Linked DNA regions of Oryctolagus cuniculus: region 2 is linked to region 1. Evidence: chromatin contacts called from public Hi-C data. All regions are on one chromosome and are shown on one strand. The core of a region is the stretch at or near the end of the contact, and the rest is flanking DNA. Distances in the headings are between cores, read along the strand shown.

Region 1 (4,657 bases), core at 889-3,388:
GCTGCACCTGCAGCAGCTGAGAGTAACAGGCTCCCAGGCCCACCCACTTCCCTTCCCCACCTTCCTAACCAAGAGCAAACCCCAGTGAATGACACAGACATGCGAACTGAGCCTCACTCCCTCAGCCACCCTGGCACCAGCTGCTCCAGCCAAAGCCTCCTCATCCCACAGGACAGTTGTCTGGTAACAGGTGTGGACAGCTTGGAGCACCCATTTCCTGCTCCGGGAGCTCTGCTAGGTACTGCAGGTGCAATGACTCCTTTAGTCCTCGGGTCACTGAGGTAGGCACACATCTCCCCATGTGCAGATGCAGAAACTCAGGGTGAGAGACATCCAGAAATCCCCCAAAGGGTCACACAGCTAATAAGGCGTGCACGTTGGCTGGACCCTAGGCAGGCTGTCTCTAGTGTGTCTTCCTAACCTGTGTGTTTGACACCCTGTTCAAGCCAGTGAGAGAAAGACGACACCAGTATAATGAAGTCCATTCCCTTGGTCTGTGTGTGTGCAAAAGAGACTGAGAGACACAGAGGCAGGGAGATGGGGCCCGAGAGTGGGTGCAAGCTCAGGACGGGCACGTGGGAGCTGGAGGGGGCGGTCTCCATGCTGTTTTGTGCCCTAGTGTCTCTGGCAAGCCCAGGGGTGGATTCAGGCAGCAGGGTGATTGCATTCTTGAGCAGTGATGCAGATACACGGGCCCTGTAATGGGGAAGGGCAGCCGACTGTATGACAACAGCCCTTTCTTCTGCACAACCATTTCAGATGAATGCGCACAGTGCAGCAGAAGTGCGAAGGACAGTTGGACGCCGAGTTGTTGAGACTGGCGGGTGAGGAAGCACGGATCGTGCCTGGAGATGGACAGGGGAAGAGAGGAAAGGGCAGATGGGTGCCTCCATGTAGCCTCCTGGGCCTCCTCCCTCAGCTCCTGAGTCTGCAGCACCTTAACCAACACTTCTCCCAAGGTCCCTGCATCCCTGCACTCCTGTGCTGTGCCAGGAGGGTGAGGCCCTGCAGAAAAGCGATCGCCACTGAGCACGCCTGAACCCCACCCCTGGCACTTCGTGTTGGAAATACCTGCAATGGAGTTTGCGGAAGTAAGGCCAGCATGCAGACACAGCACGCCGCACTGTGGCTTAAAGGCGAGGAAGCCCGGGCAAAACACATGCTCCAGGGGTGAGAGTGAGGAGAAGCGGCTCAAGCCCACCTGGGGAAGCTCTGGGGGCCCAGTGAGACACAGCCTGCAGGCACGAGGGCGCTGGGACAGGGCCACCTCAACTCCCACCCACTGTCCACTGAGGGAGGCTGCGGGAGGCGTGCTAAGAACCTCACACGTCAGGCCCTTGGTGTGGGTGGCAAAGCAGGATCTACAGGAGAGAGAAAGCTCTTAGGCACACTGTAGGAGCCTGCATCTGGAAAGCACACAGGCGGCCAGTGAGGCGGGAAGGAACGCAGGCCCCAGCCCCGGAGCACAGATGATAGGGTGAGGCTGAGAATTTGTACCTCTAACAAGTTCCCTGCTGGCTGATCTCACCTTGAGAAGCACCCCTTGAGAACCTCTGGGCTCAGGATGTGCTCAGTGCAGGTAGCAAGTGCATACCGGGGGAAATCCAATACTCAGCACAGAGCTTACAGCCAAAGTCAAAGAGGCGAGCTACACCTCGCTCTTCTCCACTTCTCCCACCTCCCTCAAAGCCTATGCATGGCAGTCACAGACCTGTGGAGTTGGCACCGTGCGCAGAGTGCTGTGCCCCTGCTGTGGCCAAGGTGAAGGTCACTCCCTTAAGCTTCCTTAGGCTGCTACCTTCCTGTGAGTTTCAGCCTGGTATTTTTCTCTACGTGTGTCCTAACACTCTTAGGTCTTAGGTGCAAAGAGCACAGATAAATATTGCAGAAGGGAGGAAGCCTTTGGCTACGAAATTGAATCCAGCTGGAGATGAGCTGAGCCCAGGAAGCTTCTCCTCCCTATCTGACCCAGAGCTGGCCAGGGTGGCTGAGGTGGTGCCGAGTCCCTCTCCTGCCAGACCTCGGAATCACAGCGTAGTGACCTTGAGATCCTCCTCTGCTGCTCCGCCAAGGGCAAATCCTCCTGAAGACACCCCTCAAAACATGCTAGCATCGCCTAACACTCACTCAATAGCTATGACAACGGGAAAAAATAGCAGGCCTCCTGTCCTTTGCTGCTTGTTTACACTGAGAGCACATTCTTGCTGGGCTCACAGAGCCCTAAACAGAAACTGGTGTTTATTTCACGATACCACATTTCCACTGGAAACATCCATCACCGGTTTCACAACACAACGGCCACCCATGGCCTCTTAAGCGATAAGGACAGGGAGCAGGAAAGGGCAGAGACGCAGGGAACAAATTTACTCTCACTGAAGCAGTGATCACCCCCAGAGAGGAGCATGATTAAACTACACGCACACGCTCCCATATGGAGATGTGGTCACACTGCCACAAAAGCCCAGGCGTCAGGCCTCAGACCACTGCGGGGACCAAGACCTGCCCAGTCCAAGAGGCGGGTCGCATGCAACACCAAGGTCGACGGCTCTTAGGAGGCACTTCAATTAGCTGCAGGCCAGGGCTCCACGGTGAGGGAAAGCAAAGCTTCTGCCTGCCACAAAGCGGAACATTTTCCCAGCTTTCCCAGTGGGTTGCCAAGTGACTCAGCACTGGCCCACTGTGGGCACTATTATTGATGAGAAATCTTCCGCCTGCGTGATATACTGCATGCAACACATGCCCAAAGACAGTGCCAAGTCATACCAGGAAGAGAAAGCGAATTATTCACCTCCACTTCAAATGCGAGCAAATCCTTTCTTAATGCAGGGGCTACTCAGTATCAGAAACACAAAGCCCTGAGATGGTTAGAGATTTCCATGTAAGACCCAAGGCATTATAAAGCAGAGCCTCGCCTTTCTTGTTGACTATTAAAAGGCAATCAAATTGAGGACAGCAGAGAAAAAAGGGCAAGAAAAAAATAAATTTTCAAAAACAACCTCAGCGCAGAAGGCTGCAGACAAGCCTTCCGCTTGCAGGGTTCTTTGTGAGTACTACGAGCTCCACCCAGAGGTTACTTCCAGAACTGCAGGTTCATTTAATTTAGAGAAAATCTGCATCTTCCAGGGGCCAGGACCAGACCGGCCTCACAGACTGCTGGAAATTCTTGGGCAACATCCCTCTTTCTTGCCTTTCATTAAAGGAACCTCTCTGAACTCCGTAATACAAGATACACTCAGGGAAGTTGGTGAGATCCAGTAGGACAATTGCCTTTGATATATGTACCTGTCGAGGAACTAGGAAAGCTCCTGGCAGGTCGAACTCAGCTCAAAGCAAGCAGCATGTTCAAAGAGTACTTTTAGAAGAAAAACTGACAGTGCTCATTGAAATAAAATAGAAGACTGGAGAGCAACTCAGAGAGCAAACAGGAACACGTCTAATATTAGAAGGATTGAGAGGAGCCTCCCACAAGAAGGACCCACGGGGCCCATGGACCAACAGGAAAGCACCCACTCACTTGTGCAGCTCACAAGATTGCCCTGGGGCTGTCTCAATCCAGTCTTCTCAGAGAACTAACTGCAGCTCCCTGAACACTACTTTGGTAGCCATGCATTTGCCACACACACACACACACTCGCCCCTACCCTCCACACTGGTGGCCCTGTGCTAATTCATCCACATAGCCCTGCAACCCTTGAGGGGTTAGGCTAAGAGGAAGGCCCCTGATACGCTGAGTGTCTGCCTTCCTAGTGCACAACACACTGTTCCAGATAGCACAGGCTAGCTCGGCACATCACTGAAGCCTTCACAAGGCAGCAATATGTTGCTGCCCAAAGTTCCGTCTACCATCTGGAGAGCTTCCCATCACAGCCCATGGGCTCGTGCCTCCATCAGCTTGTGCCTTCCTTGACTTAAGACAGCTCTGACAGATTTTTGAGAGGGGGAAAAAAAAATCAAACTTACCCTTTGTCTTCTTCCAACACTCCTCCCCCCCACCACCACCCAAGTTCTTCCTTCAGTATCAACACTCAACAGCCTTTTCACATCTATTGACAAAAAGATCTAAGGCAATGTTTATCCAGCTCGTGAGGATTACAGTTCTAGAAAACATCCTTGCACATTCTCATTTCAACAAGGCTTGGCATTCCCAGAGTGTTGCCCTCTGTGTTTGTTAACCAAAAGGCAAAAGTCTCTGTGCTTAGTGTAACTCAGTATGATGCCAAGCAGCCTTCTCGGGGCCTACCTAGTGAGAGCAATCACCCAAGAGACTGGCTAAAATTCACAAATGTGCACCCAAGACCCATAGACCAGATCTTGCTTGGGGGGGGAGGAGACTACAAAGCTAGAGCGTCCCGGGGGTACTCTAGGTGATCGCTCTCAGCATAAAGGTGTTTCAGAAACACCTCTCTAAAGAAATGCTCCTGATTACAGTCTCCTAGCAGCAGAGTGGCCTCCACTAAGGGGGTATGTAGCAGGTGTGTCTTACCCACTTGAGCTTAGCTCCATCAGAGCACCTGGAATTCAAGATGGACACCCCATTCTTTATTTTTAAACAGCATAGTTGGTATTTATTCATTTATTTCCCTATCTTGTTGCACAGTTTCAGAAAACTTTACAAGGCCCTGCCCATGTCCACTTCCGTTAGGAAAGACTTTTGAAT
Region 2 (4,657 bases), core at 885-3,384, 2.0 Mb before region 1:
CGGATGGCTTTACAGCTGGGAGCTGGCCTGGCACTCACAGCTGGGCCTTGGTGTTAACACCAATCAGAACAAAGCCCTGCTTCCTTGAACTACCCCCAAACCACCCACAGCCCAAATGCTATGATAAATCTTCCTAACACTCTCTTACTGAAATGCCCCACTGTTTTTCCAGATGTGCATTTTCCTCGCAGCAATGAGAAACTTACTTCTTCAACCAGAGCTGTGTTCCTTAGGGGTCTTCTGCAGGAGGACAGAGATATGCCACTGCACAAATCTGCAAATTCTCCCCACGCCTGCCTGGCTGTGGTTTCAACTTTCTGTTGGCTTAAGACAGAAACAAAATGAAATATGTAAAACATCCTCATCATGTGACAGTGCAACACCGTAGGCTACAGCACAGGCTTCAAAGGCAGACTTCCAGGGTTTGGATCCTGGCTTCCCACTTTCTGTCTGTGTAACTTTGCACAAATGACTTAACAGCTCTGTGCCTCAGTTTTTTCATCTGTAGATTGGGAGTAATAACTGTGTCCACCTACTTGGGTTGTGTGAAAGAATAGCTGGATGTATGTAAGGAGCTGAAATCAAAGATGTGCACATAACAAGTGCGGTATCAGTGCTTGCTATTCTTTTAAGATAATTATTGTGATGATTTCTTACTTCGGAAACATTAAGGAACATTTAACTTCCAGTGAAGGGCTTATGCTTAAGTATTTATTTTTATTTTTTAGAAGAGTTTTATTTAAGAAATATAAATTTCAAAAGTACAACTGTTGGATTATAGCTGTTTTTCCCCCTAAACCTCCTTCCCACCCGCAAACCATCCCAGCTCCTACTCCCTCTCCCATCCCCTTCTTCATTAAGATTCATTTTTAATTATCTTTATATACAGATCAACTTAGTATATACTAGGTAAAGATTTCAACAGATTGCACCCACACAGACATACAAAGTGTAAAGTACTGTTTGAGTAGTAGTTTTACTGTTAATTCTCATAGTACAACACATTAAGGACAGAGCTCCTACATGGGGAGTAAGTGCACAGTGACTCCTGTTGTTGATTCAACAATTGACTCTCTTGTTTATGGCATCAGTAATCACCTGAGGGTTTTGTCACTGGCCTTATTTATGTGATCCCTTTGACACTTAATCCTATATGATCAATTATGAATTTAAACTGATCACTTTAACTAGTAAGATGGCATTGGTACACGTCACCTTGATGGGATTTGGAGTCCCATGGCACGTTTCTAGCTCTACCATTAGGGATAAGTCCGAGTGAGCATGTGCTGAACTGTACATCTCCTCCCTCTCTTATTCCCACTCTTATATTTAACAGGGATCACTTTTCAGTTAATTTTACACGCCTAAAGCAATTGTGTGTTAATTAAAGAGTCCAACCAATGGTATTAAATAGAAAAAGAAAATACTGCAAATAAAATAGTAATGCTTAAGTATTTTAAAGAGAGAAAAAAGCATCCTTGGCGACTAAACTTAAAGCCTGATAAATGTCTAGCTCCTGGTAAAGACCTAAAAAACAGGCAGCATTGTGACTGCCACGTGGGTGCTGGTTCCAGTCCTGAGGGCTCCATTTCCAATCTGGATCCCAGCTGGTGGCCTGGAAAAGCAGAAGATGGCCCAAGTGTTCGGGCCCCTGCACCTGCGTGGGAGACTCAGCTGAAGCCCCTGGCTCTGGCCTGGGCCATTTCTGGCCTTTGCGGCCATCTGGGTAGAGAACCAGCTGATGGAAGACCTCTCTCTCTCTCTCTCTCTCTCTCTCTCTCTCTCTCTCTCTATCTCTGTAACTCTTTCAAAATAAATAAGTAGATCTTAAAAAACAAAACAAACCCTAAAAACCTTTGAGAGGTAAATCCAGGGCTCCTATCGGCGGCTTCTGGCTGCGAGACTCTGGAAGAAGCTTGAGGCCCGCTGAGCGCCCCCAGCCGGAGGCCTCTGAGGACGGGACTCCCAGCCCACACCTCCGGGCGCCCAATCCTGGAGGCGAAGGCTGACTCCCAGCGCCCAGCGGCGCCCGGCGCCTCCCTCCTCGCGCCTCCCTCCCGGCGCTTCCTCGTGCCGCCCACACTGAGCCGGGGCTTTCTTGCCGCCTAGCAACCACCGGCGCAGGGGCGGAGCGTCACGGAGGGCGGGGCTTGCGTCCGCCCGCCGTCCGGGGCGCTACGCGCTGCCGCTCAGTGACGTCGCTTCCAGTCCAGGGTGGTTGAGCTAAACTTTCGCCTCATCGAGTTGACTATACGTTCGTCACCCGCGCCGCGGCACGCCTGCGGTTGGGTGAAACAAGGCCCTATCGGGCCTCCGTAGTCGGCTTTTTGTGGTAGGCGGGGCCGAGGCCGGGGTGACCCTGCCGGAACCGCCGCTGCCAGCAACATGTTCAAGGTGAGAGCATGGAGTCGGGTCACAGTTGTCATCGCCCCCTCCCGGCCACCGGGAGCCCTCCCCGCGCTCTCGTGGGCCTTTCCGGGGACCGGGCACGGTCCGCCCCAAGGCTTTTCCCGCCTGCAGGCAGGCTGCGTTCCGGCCCCGCGGTCCATTCACTGGTCATCTTGGGGCGAGTGGCTGCCGGGCGGAGGCGTGAGACTCGGGGGCGGGTCGCGACGGCCCTTTTGGGTCGTGCTTCCGTGAATAAAACACTTTGAAAAGTTACGACACTCTCCGCAAAGCACCCACCCCTTCGGCTGGTGCCTTCTCGGGATCGTGGGCAGGGTGAGGCTAGTTCCTGGCGACGTGGGGTTTGCTACTCTGGTTGCCGGGCAGCATCAGATTTCAAGAACCTGGTATGTGGGTGGGGGAGGGTCGCCCTCGGAGTGGCCGCTGCAGGAAGCGGGAGGCTAGTGTGGGAATGGCTGGCTGGGGAGGGAAGCTCCACATCCCAGTGACCATTATCCGTGTTTAAATGGACGTGTTGACTTTCTTAGGATCTATGTGCTTGTGGCCTTTAATAAAAGGACTTTTACAGACAATGAAGACTTTATTTCCAAAAATCCGTATTGTAGCATTAAGCCATTTTTTAAAAATTATTTTTGCAGTCACAAAAAACAAGTCATAGGCTATCAGAAATTAATCTACGAAACTGAGCGTTCAAGAGGCATCATACCCGTAAAGTAGTGCTAATGACATCTTAGAACTGTGCTGCTCGCTTAAGCTTTATTGAGCTCTTGTATGCTTTCAGCACATTAATAAAGACCATAAAATCAGAACATCGGTTCTGCCTGCTAGCCTTGGCCTTGGCCCGTCCTGCTGTGTGACCTTGGACAAGGCATTTAACCTCTCTGCCTGTTTTCCTGTTGGTGACAATCGGGATGATAGCATCTGCCTCATAGGTAGTCGTAGGAGGAAGTAGTTGTGCGTAAGACGCTTGAGAGAGGTCTTGGCATGTAGACATGCCTCTGGTTTGTTTTCGGCGAGCTCACGGTTTAGTCAGCAGGACGAATCCCATAAGCAACTTCCATTCATTTGACAAGTTGAGGTTAAACACCTATTATGTGCTAGCAGCTCAGCTTGGCTTTAGGCTTACGATGAAGCCTATGCTGTGACCAGTTCAGCTGCATGGGTACCAGCTATATACTGTGGTCGTAAAAAAGGGGAGCAGGATCTTTTTGGCTTAGCCAGGAGTTTCTAACCTGGGGTCCTCAGTCCTTCAAAGGGTCTGTATATAGGGGGGCCCCTGGATTCTGATGGGGGAAAAACTTATTTTCACCCCATCTTCAATGAAACCAAGTGTTTCCTTCAGTTGTGAATACCTATTACCTATTACTGGGTAACAAACCACTGCAAAGCAGTACCCTAAAACAATGATTTATTATTTCTCAGTCTGGGCTGGTTGAGCAGTTCTGGCATCTTCCAGGGGCTGAATTGAGCAGGGGGCTTGACTGGAAGGTACTCTCTCTCCCGTGTTTGGAGGCTTGGTGTCCCTCCCTTGTGTCTTCCTCATATGGTTACGGGCCAGTCCTAATGTACAAACACCTGCATCATTTGCTGATGTTAAAACAAGCTGCATAGCCAAGTTCAGAGTTGATACGGTAGTGGACTGTACAAGGGCATGGTTAAAAGCAGGTGTGGCTCATTGGGGGCTTATTAATTTAACAAGCCTTACAGCAGCAAACCACAATAGTATTAGTGCCTGTTACTAACAGAGGTCACAGTACTCAGGCCCGCATTTTGGCGCAGTGGGTTAAGTTGCTACCTGTGACACCAGCAAGTGCTGGCTCGAGTCCAAGCTGCTCCACTTCTGAACCAGCTCTCTGCTAATGTGTTGTGGCCTGGCTCAGCTCAGGCTGTTGAAGCCATATGGGGAGTGAACCAGCAGATAAGACAGTCTGTCTCTGTTTCTCTTAAACTCTGCCTTTGAAGTAAATATTTTTTAAAAAGTCACAATACCAGTGCAAGTCAGAGACATTTTTATATCATATTACTGTTGTTGCAGATCTCAAAATATCATTTATGCTCATCACTACAAAATTAGAGTGCTTGTAAGATTCACTGTTAACATCTTTTTAATGAGTTAGTGAAGTACATATTACTACATCAAAAAAATTTTTTTAGAGATATATTTACTTCGTTGAAAGAGTTACAGAGAGAAGGAGAGAGAGAGAGAGAGAGAGAGAGAGATCGATCTTCCATCTGCTAGTTCACTCCCTAA

Evidence for each region. A called contact is a pair of places that touch in the nucleus more often than the background predicts.
Region 2: a Hi-C map of an unstated tissue shows a contact between it and region 1, with 6 times the contacts expected there. The contact joins the promoter of APOO here to the enhancer-like site in region 1. A contact is called at or near these places in 2 of 6 Hi-C or Micro-C datasets (skin fibroblasts and an unstated tissue).

What each region holds. Positions count from the first base shown.
Region 1 is chrX:8,162,617-8,167,273 of mOryCun1.1, reverse strand. All of the region lies in intron 12 of PHEX (phosphate regulating endopeptidase X-linked), which reads right to left. Among named protein-coding and RNA genes, the nearest start is that of PHEX, 96 kb to the right of the region's middle. Within about 2 kb of position 2,138, at least 1 of the 8 cell types and tissues checked has an H3K27ac peak or open chromatin away from gene starts, as enhancers often do.
Region 2 is chrX:10,138,862-10,143,518 of mOryCun1.1, reverse strand. APOO (apolipoprotein O) reads left to right here and starts at 2,134. Exons shown (of 8, transcript XM_051827635.2): 1 at 2,134-2,394. The coding sequence starts at 2,386. It overlaps CXHXorf58 (chromosome X CXorf58 homolog), which reads right to left and starts at 2,128. Exons shown (of 9, transcript XM_008272453.4): 1 at 1,855-2,128; 2 at 207-324.